Regions from separate parts of the Danio rerio genome. Here region 1 is linked to region 2. A link is a contact called in public Micro-C data. All regions are on one chromosome and are shown on one strand. Each heading gives the region's core, a stretch centred on a gene start, on an enhancer-like site or on the middle of the called end of the contact. The rest is flanking DNA. Distances are from core to core; before and after follow the strand shown.

The links. A called contact is a pair of places that touch in the nucleus more often than the background predicts.
Region 1: a Micro-C map of caudal fin shows a contact between it and region 2, with 1.7 times the contacts expected there. The contact joins two enhancer-like sites. A contact is called at or near these places in 2 of 18 Hi-C or Micro-C datasets (caudal fin and an unstated tissue).

What each region holds. Positions count from the first base shown.
Region 1 is chr3:21,916,808-21,921,935 of GRCz12tu, forward strand. No RefSeq gene overlaps it. Among named protein-coding and RNA genes, the nearest start is that of col1a1a, 49 kb to the right of the region's middle. Within about 2 kb of position 2,379, at least 25 of the 62 cell types and tissues checked have an H3K27ac peak or open chromatin away from gene starts, as enhancers often do. A contact at or near this core is called in caudal fin, where this site is marked.
Region 2 is chr3:21,872,460-21,877,934 of GRCz12tu, forward strand. No RefSeq gene overlaps it. Among named protein-coding and RNA genes, the nearest start is that of gngt2a, 36 kb to the left of the region's middle. Within about 2 kb of position 2,017, at least 16 of the 62 cell types and tissues checked have an H3K27ac peak or open chromatin away from gene starts, as enhancers often do. A contact at or near this core is called in caudal fin, where this site is marked.

The sequences.
Region 1 (5,128 bases), core at 1,129-3,628, 45 kb after region 2:
TACATGAACTTACATTAACTAACAGACCATTATTCTTTACTGTTTCTGCCTTTCCGCCTGGATTTTGCCTACCCAAATTCAAAAGCTTCTCAAATCCACATGCAGTGGTGTAAATGCAAAAGTTTTGTATCATTTTAAAGAAAACCCTTTGAATTTTCATAAAACACTGTTGAAAATGATTAAAATAATTGTAAATGTTGTCTGTGTTAAAATACCCCTCTAAAAAAGAGGCGCTTTAAAAAATTATATTTTTATTTTTGGTGAACTCAAATTTGAAAGTTTACCTTTTAGGTTCAGTGTGGTCCAGGTTGCTGTAATTAATTTTGTTGGTTTCTGCACGTCAGTAATTTTAGAAAAACAAAAACAAAATGTCTCAATCATAACCTATGCAAAAGTTAATCAATTCCAACTGATGAGAACCACTTATGGGGGTATTGGGCCAGTACAGGGCTTTACAATTTAAAGAATGAGGAAGTAAATGACGTCACAGACCCGTACTGGGTACGCAGAGTTTAGGACACTTAAAGACTGACGAAAACAGTAGAAACCATTTAACAATTTTCAAGCAAATTTAACAAAAACTGGTGCAGCCAATAGCCTAGTGATTAAGTGCACCAGCATATACTGTACAAATGTAACAATTCACCCGACTCGAGATTCGATTCATGATTCATGATACTAATCTCAAAATTCACAAATTAGTCACAATTTTTTAACAAAGGTATTTCAGACAAATTTAAGGTGAAAAAGAGCCCTTTTTACAAAATAAAAACTTTTCTGCAAAAACTAAATTGTAATTTTAAAACAAAATCAGAATTAAAAAGTGAATAATTCAAACTAAATAAGACTTTTTAATAGAAACAAACAAAAACTTTGACTGTGCAGCTGTATTACAACTTTAAAAATGAAATCCAAACCAGAAATCAACATTAAAAACTGACAAACAAACGAAAACTATGACTACAAACAAAAACTATGACTGTGCTGGGATTTGACATTTTTAAATAAGAAATATTAGAATATCTAAGTTTTCTGATATAAGCTGAGGTCTTTGCACGTTTACAATATGCCCTGCTGATTGAAAAAAACTTAACTGGGGACTGGGATGGCCAGTGTTGAGAGCAAAGCCTTTCCTAAAACAGAGAGCAGTGTGTACAGAGGTGGTCAATAGGCTCTCTGCTGCAGGGGACTGGCCACTGGTATAAAATACTGATTGTTATATATGATATAATAAGCAAATTATTTAATTATGCATAAACTAAATTGGAACGGACAGGGTAAAAAAGGGAAACAATCTAATACCTGGTTCTTTAACTGCACAGCTTTCTCTTTCAGTCTGAAAAACATGTTCACACTTTGGCTATGAAACCACTGATGCACCGTGTGATCTCTGTAACATTAGGTCTCCTCGGAGCATTGTATCAGCCAATCCTCCGGCATGGGTTTGCCTATTATGAGCTTTTTGCGTATAGACGTCTATGACAGTAACATTTCACTGTGCTGCATCATATTCATTGTTCTGATATTGTAAGTCAGGGGTGTCCAAACTTGGTCCTGGAGGGCCGGTGTCCTGCAAAGTTAAGCTCGAACTTCCTTCAACGCAGATACCTGGATGTTTCTAGTATACCTAGAAAGAGCTTGATTAGCTGGTTCAGGTGTGTTTAATTGGGGTTGGAAATATAATATGCTGGACACCGTGGAGGTAAAGCGAGTTTGCCCCTGTAAACAGCACCCCTTCTGTTCAAAACATGTATCGCGATTAATTCAACATTTCAAGCAGTTTTAATCGTCACATATTTAAATCGATTTTCAACCGACTCATGGTGAATCGTTACATCCCTAGCTCACGGCGACCTGAAGTTGATTCCCGGCTTAAGGTCCTTTGCCGACCCTTCCCCTCTCTTCTCCCAATACTTTCCTGTCTGTAACCTCCATTGTCCAATCCCTATAGAAAGGTGAGAAAACCCTCAAAATTAATTATTAAAATAAATAAATTTACAAAAAAACTATGCATAAAATAAAAATTTCTGCTGCTAACTGATTGTTTCGGCAATCAGTTTATTGATTACTGTTAACTGAGTGAAGGTAAAATGAACTGGTGTATAATGGAATGGTGTCAATGCACATTTTTATGGAGAAAAAAAGCCACCCAGGCCACTGTAGCAGCTGCCCACGTTGACCTTAAAGGGTATGAACTTTGACCTCTTCTTCTAGCAATTCCCACCCACTCCTCTCTCCTTATTTTCCTCTTACCAGCCGTCTGATGGCCCTCTTCCCATCATGCCTTGTGCCTGGCTCTCACATGTGGCTGCTGAGAGGGATGAGGTTTACTCTATTCTTCAGCTCTGGAGGAGAGGAGCGCTGCTTTAAGCGCAAACAGATGTGTTTTGAAAATAGAGGGAGGACAACTCTTTATGCAGATGCTTGATGGCATGGTAGTTATTCAGTATGTATATATGAGCTTATATCTGTGTTTTGATGCTCTTTTAAAAGCACATGCTGAGATTTAGACAGTCCCTGAGCTCCATATCCCATTAAGGAAAGGGAATTGTAAACGCTAACTTTGTGTGGTTGAAACCTGCTATTGTCCGCCGCCTGTGAGCCTGGGCTTCAGCCAAGCGAGACGTGGCTACAGAGGGAACTGAGCCCAGAATATGCAGCTTCCTGTAAGGCTTCTGCTGCAGAGGGCTGGGTGGGGCTGTGGGCGGAGCTGTGGGTGGGGCTTATTTCTAAATAGCCTGACAGATGCTAAATCTCAGAGCAAGTAACGTGACACATTTAAACCAGTAACCTTTGCTCTGTCCATTTTTCTCTTTCCCCCTCTGTTGTTTTTGCTTCCTCTCTGGCAGGTGCTTTGCATAGGGGCTTTCATCAAAGCTTTTGGATGTCTGGAGATTGAGTGGGGACTGAGATGGAAATGGAGAGAGACAAATGTTTGGGTGTAAATGGTTGTGCAAAGAATAGATTATATATTAGGTCACAATAAATGGATGAAGTTTGGATAATAAAGCATTTATTAACATACAAAAAAACTATTATTGTATTATTATATACACTCACTGGTCACTTTATTAGGTACACCTTACTAGTACGAAGTTGGACCCCCTTTTAAACTTCAGAAATGCCTTATGCCTTAAGGAACTGGAAATATTCATCAGACATTTTGGACTATACTGATTTGATAGCATCACACAGTAGCTGCAGATTTGTCAGCTGCACATCCATAATGCAAATAGTCTGTTCCACCACATCCCAAAGGTACTCTATTGGATTGAGATCTGGTGACTGTGGAGGCCATTTGAGTACAGTGAACTCATTGTCATATGCAGGAAGATGGTCTGACATTATCTGCGCTTTATGACATGGTTCCAATCTTCTGTTGTCCAATTTTCATGAGCCTGTGCGAATTGGAGCCTCTGTTTCCTTTAGTTCTTTGCTGGCAGGAGTGGCACTCGGTTTAGTCTTCTCCTGCTGTAGCCCATCTGCCTCAAGGTTCAATGTGTTCAGAGATGCTCTTCTGCATACCTTAGTTGAAATGAGTGATTATTTGAGTTACTGTTGCCTTTCTATCAGCTAAAACCAGTCTGGCCATTCTCCTCTGATTTGTGCCCACAGAACTGTCACTCACTGGATATTTTCTCTTTGTCTGATCTTTCTCTGTAAACCCTAGAGATGGTTGTGCATAAAAATCACAATAGATTAGCAGTTTCTGAAATACTCAGACCAGCCCATCTGGCACCAACAACCATGCCAAGTTAAAAGTCACTTAGATCACCTTTCTTTCCAATTCTGATGCTCGGTTTGAACTGCAGCAGATCGTCTTGACCATGTCTACATGCCTAAATGCACTGAGGTGCTGCCATCTGATTGGCTGATTAGAGATTTGCATTAACAAGAATACCTAATAAGTGGCCGGTGAGTGTATATTAATAAGATTTATGTTCATTTGAATAGTTCATTAATCATTTACTTACATCCTGAATGATCTTAAAAAGTCACCTACTCTTTTTAAATAACTGTCTTAAATTATTGTGAATAATGCAATATTTAATTTAGTAATGAAAAATTCATCATTAACAAAGTATAAAACACAGTTATTTTAAATTTGCTTTAACAAGTTAAGCATACAGCATTTGAAGCTATTTATAAACTGCTCACTATTAATGTAATCCAACTGCATCTATTAATGTACTGTAGAGTTAATGCTTAACGAATAATGAATTAACTATTTGCTACTGCTTGATAATTTATTTGAAGTGTGTAGATATTATCTAAAATAGAAAGTGTTACCTAAAATTTCGTCTTTCCACGTTTTCTTCTCATTATTCACATTTTCTTTGCTCTTTGTCAGTTATATTTGGAGTGAAACTGACACACTTTCTCTGAATAAGAATGAACTTTTCTCCTTGAGCTTTCTCAGTGCCATCGTTACATAAATTGGCTGATTTATGAGAAGAACAAGATTTCACTTCAAATCAGGGGAATTTAAAGTCCTTGTGGGGAAAAATCAGTGATGCAACATTTAGTTTAAGGCTGTGTTTATATCCATTTCAACCTGTAAACTCTTTCACAAGCTTTGAAGGCATCAGAGCTTAAGTGGAGAGCACAGGTACAGGCCTTCAGGAAGTTTTGTTCATCCACAGGCATCTTCCCATTTTTCCCCTCTTCTTATCACCAGGAAAGCAGTGAAGACTCGGGTTGCTTCTCTTGTTGTTGTTCTGACTGAAAGTTCCCACATTGAAGTAGCACAATGTGTCATTGTATCAGTGTTTTGATTTTCTGAATTGTTAGGGAAATAAAAAGCAATATGCAGAGTCAGTAGCTCACAGAGTGCAACCTTTGACTTCAAGCTCTATGCATTTTAAATAATAGCAAATCATGATTTGTTAAAAGAATTCCAACAGCTCTCTGCCCCTCAGCAGTTCTCAAATCCAGCAAAAAGCATTGTCAAAAAAACAAAAAATTCAGTCAAAATAGTCCATGTGTCTTCAGGGGTTTAAAACTTCACACAAAATACTTTTGTGCACACACATAAAACAAAAATAATGAGTTTAATGCACACTCATGATCGTTCACCCTATACTGACACTGAAAACAAGAAACTGTTGAACAAAGTCATTACTTTTGT
Region 2 (5,475 bases), core at 767-3,266:
TGGGTTTCTTTAGCAGTGGGGTTACCCTAGCCTGCTTAAATGTAGTGGGGAATAAACCAGAGTCAAGAGATGTGTTAATTATGTGAGTCAGTGTTGGTATGACTGCAGGAGAGATGGCTTGCAAGAGATGAGAGGGAATGGGATCGAGTGGACAGGTGGTTGCATGGCTAGATAGCACAAGTTTGGACACCTCAGACTCAGAGAGCTGAGAAAAAGAGGTGAGTGTGTGTGGTGTTGGTGTTGTATCTTGCGTGTTTGTTGTAGGTGCAGCAAATTGAGCACTGATTTTTGCAGTTTTGGTGCAGAAGAATGTAGCAAAGTCATCAGTAGTAAGTGTGGAGGATGCGGGTGGAGGAGGAGGATAGAGGAGGGAGGAAAATGTTTTAAAAAGTAGGCGAGGATTAGTGGCATTGTTGATTTTCAGACGGTAATACGTCTGCTTTGCAGAAGTAACCTCAGCTGAGAAAGAGGACAGAAGAGTTTGGTATGTTAAGAGATGTGCAGGATTTTTAGTTTTCCGCCAAATTCTCTCCGCAGCCCGAAGTTTTGAGCGATGCTCACGGAGAGCATCCGAGAGGCAGGGTGCAGGAGGACTGGCACGGGCTGGCCTGGATGCAAGAGGACATAATCGGTCTAGACATGATGCTAGTGTGGAGCAGAGTGTATTAGTGGCACTGTTCGAATCAAGTGCAGTGAGTTTGCGAGATGGAGGAAGAGAGTCTGAAACAATGGTGGATAGTCTATTGGGTGAGAGAGATCGTAGGTTTCTGCGAAAGGTAACCAGTGTAGGAGTGTGTGGCGGCTCAGGAGTAATGTGGATGTTGAGAGACAGAAGGAAATGATCAGATATTTGTAGTGGAGTTACTATTGTTTGATATACCTATATCAAACATATACTCCAAATATACCTTACAAACTTTTTCTTCATTGAGTCGTTGAATTCTTCTTGTTTCTAAATTGCTTTGTTAGTCATTTTTCTTACAATTTTTTTGTATTTGTTGTATCTATTTATTTTCTGTAAAGCTGCTTCTGAACATGACATGTCCACACTAAACAGTTATGAGACGTGTTTGGGGGATTTTATGCAACATCCTTCATTTATTCTCTTAGGAAAGAAGAGATCTCTCCTTAAATATCGTACTTGTAGGGTAAATGTGCTGTATGCAGTGTTAAAGTTATATAAAGCTTAAAGCATCGTATCGGCCATGACAAGATATCGGTACTTGGTATCTGCTACAAAAATCCTGATCGGAGCATCCCTAGTAATCTTGAGTTTTTATACAGTAGGTACTGTACCACAGCTGTGCATGTTGAGATGATGCAATAATCAGCCAAAGGAATATTTATAACTTTAACAAAAATTATGAAACACTTCAAATTCATTTTTACCTCTCCAGACCTGCTGCATTTGTAAATGTTATACAGTCCAACTTTATTGTAAGTCTCCCAGTGAATGACAGGGGGAGTTTTAGTTTTGTTTTGGCTCACAGATGGGAACAAAAGAATGAGTGTGGGAGAGCAGGGAAAAAAAACATAGACTCAAAACTGAAATAACAGATGAAGCAGAAAGCGCTCATCATCTAGTGGGTGTCAAAAAACAGCCAGTGAGAATCCTGCATGGTGCACATCGGGACCGCCTGTCTGTAAAGTAAGCCCACCCTAAATCTTCACTATACACGTCAGTGCACAAATCCCTGCATATAGAAGTGTCAAATCCACAAACCCATTCACTTGAATTCAGTTTTGCTTTTAATTGGCTTTTCTTTTTTTTTTCTTTTTTTTTTTTGTACTCATTGTTTTGTTCACAACTTTTTTTTTGAGTTGCACAGTAACATTTAACCTTGTTGTGTCAACATAAACACCAGCAGGGGGACAAATCTGAGATTCACACAGGCTTTACACTCCTCCTACTGTACTTTCCACATACACTTCAGTCAAAACTATAGAGGGGGTCAAAACAGCGCTATCTCTGATGTTGGATCAGTGTGGGGTGACTGAGGCGCATGCGAGACGAGCGCACAGCTGATTTCAGGTCAGCGGTTGTGGTCAGTCATAATGGCGAAGTTTTTCCATCTGTTGAGACCTCTGTAATTCGTCAGAGTTCTTTCATGAGTCATGGAAAAACAGAGACACATAGAGAGAAAGAGAGAGGGTTGTGGGCAGAGTAAAAAACAAAAAACCAACATTCACTCTGAAAATCTGTCAGGGTGTACTGTAGATTTATAAGAACAAATACACAGCATAACAATAGACATCGATAAAAGTGAGGTGGTAGATTGAGATTTAAATAGGGTGAGTTGAATTGACAAATACTCAACAGTTCACTTTGTGTTGATGTTTGTGAGTCTTCAGTGCTGAATTTGTAAAAAATTCTTTGACCTACTTAAAATTCTGTTCACAACTATTATTTTAGGGGAAAATTGAACCAATTTACTAACTATTTACATGCCCTCAAGTGGTTCCAAATCTTTTTGAGTTTCTTCCTTCTGTAACCATTCACTTTCATAGCCGGAAAAACAAATACTATGGAAGTCAATGGCTTCCAGTTTTCCTGAGAAAATCTTCTCTTGTGTTTAACATATAAAGTAAACTCAAATAAGTTTTAAACAAGTAAACAGTAAATTATGTTTCAGTTTTTAAGTTCAATCATTCCTTCAATCAATCTTTTTTTCAGAATGATAACTTTAGTTCCGGTTTGGTTGGGTCTGTTTTTCTCCCTCATGGGAGAAATAAATACAATAAATTATGCAGTAAAATAAGTCAAATGAAACGGCTGGCAAGTAAAGTCATTAAGAATTCAAATGGAAGTAATTATGCAGGTCTTTTGAAGATTATTTGATAATTAGCTGCATTTCAGTCTGATACTTAAAATAAGTGTTGCGTATTTTGAGCTGGCAGACTGATATTTCTCCCCAAATAAAACACCACACCTTGAGCTGCACAACAACCCCGGCTTTTCCTCCTATAACTTTTCCCCAGAGGCTCACAGTCCTGCTCATGCGTGCACTGCACACACAAGGTTAGTCACTTATCTGGGTGTTTTTTTTTTCTCTTGACCCTAGGTGGCGATATGCTAGAAACCTTCTTACCAAAGACCTATTTCCTATTTGACACATTTTGATGCAGATTCAGCATAGCATGAAGTCATTTACTTTAATTTGTACAACCAAATGTCACATTGGTCAAGGTGTATTTTTATATACAATTCACACTATTATCAAGACTATTAGCTCAATAAACTACCAATTAGCAGCTTATTAAGTTAGTAAGGTATATTCAGGAATTGGGTAGGATTAGGGATGTTAAATAAGATATTTTTTAAGTGCTAATAAACCATTAACATCCTAATAGTAGGCAGGTAATAGGTCAGTAGTAGCTGAACTAAAGTGTTCCTGTGACATTTTATGAGTAATATTAAGGACAACATATTTCAAATGTGTGGATGCTCAGAAATGCCTTTCATTTCTATTTAAATGTCACTTTGAGGTTTTAGAATTGCTGCATTATAAGAAAAGCTGAGCATTTGCAGCTTTTTTCATTTAAAGCAGTCAATATCTGGGGTATGGTATGGTACTAGCAGTTTTTGAAAGTTGTTTTTTTTAAGGTGTTATTGTAAAGAAAAGACACTTTAAAACGACTACCTACTGTAATGTGTAATAACGATATCATGGCTCCAGTCTTCTGACACATGATTCTCTTTTCTACTAAAAAAAGATATATTGTTATTATCATTGTTGATAACAAATGTGCTGCTTTAAATTTTTGTAATTGAAGAAGTGTTTGCATGAATATACAGACAAAGCAGAACCATATAATAAGAAAACATCAGTTTGAACATCAAGTAGCATAACAAGCTGTTTTTATCGTTTAAAAATAAATGCAAATGAATGAGACCGGAAGTCTCGAGCCAAAAAGATTCATATGGCTGCGGCCGCTTGTACGCAAAGAATAAGGTGAATAGGTCCCTGGGATTTGGCAAGTCCCTGATCCACTGACTGATTTATTCAGATGTTTTGTTTAAAATGGCTTGTTCATTTAGAGGCAAAGCAGGTTCCTGTTGTTAGAATTGAATCATTGAGTCACTGGCTCACTTAATTAGTCTAAAAGCAGATTCATTCAGGATGGAAACATTGCAGTTACGATCTGAGATCCTCACTTTCATTGGAGTATTAGAAAAAACCTATTCTAATATCCTGGAAAAAGGCACTTTTTTTGTGTGTATTATCTTCGTATCATATCTTACCAAAACTAAACCCAAATATGAATTCTAGAATAATTTTAACTGCATTATAATATGCATTATCATAAGCTTTATGCTTTCAGACTGTCAAGATATAGTTTTTGTTTTTTTTCTTTGCAAAGTGAGTGACATACCTCTGTCAGCTTGCATGTCATTAATCCTTGTGTGATGTTGGGGATGTTTTCATCCACTCTGAGGTGATTTTTGATCCTTAATTTGGCCACAATTCTCTCTGTTTCAGCAAATGGAATGAAAATTTTTGAAAATTAATTAATAGAATCTGGGCAAATTTACCCTTTTCTTATGTCTGTTTTTTTGCCTCATTGACTTCCATGATAATGACATTTTTTGATTGCAAAGCCATGGCACCATTCAGTACAGCCATGCATTGGTTTTCCCTGTTAAGGAGATAAAATTTGTATTTTGTTCTGTTGATTGCCAGTTGCACTGCAACAAAGCTTGGTTTCTGGCTTAAAATTATATGGTTATATGGAGTATAGTTTGCGTGCGTGCGTGCGTGTGAGTGTGTGTGTGTGTGTAAAAGGGAGTTTTGCGCATATACCTTGATGTGTTTGAAAAAATAAATAATAAGCATCTCAGCTCTCAGAACACAGTAAACATAGTAACTGTGTTTATGCGAGCACACTATAGTTTGCTATTTTACTCCATATAACTTCATATTGGTGGCATTTCCTGGTGGAATTAGCCAAATCCATGCGTGTTCAATGAGAGTCCGGAGAGGTTTTCTTCAATGCAAAAGTATAAGCCATTTATTAAATACAATTGAATAATTCGTTAGAGACAGAGCTCTGAGTTGGAGGTGTCCCTCACGTATGTTTAGGCAATCTTCAACAACAACTCTTTCCCTCAAATCACTTTTATTGACACAAGTAAACAACTGGGGCCTGTTTCAGAAAGGAGGTTAAGTGAAAACTCAGAGTATTTTAACCCTGAAATGAGAGAAACTCTGGGTTTTCCGTTTCAAAATGGCAGGTTTGTTAAACTCGAGAAAGCAGGGTAAGTCAAGCCTGTTTCTGAAAGAGAGGTAACTTTAACTCAGAGTCAGTTACTATGGTAACTTACTCTGTGAATCTAACCTGGTCAGAAGCAGGTTTTATTCTCTAAACTCTAAGTTTCTGTCTGTCTCCTCCCCTTTTTTAAAGATGAAGCGGTATTTCTCGCCTTAGCCTTACGTTTCCACCCACCTATTTTAATGCTTTTGGATACGTGCATAA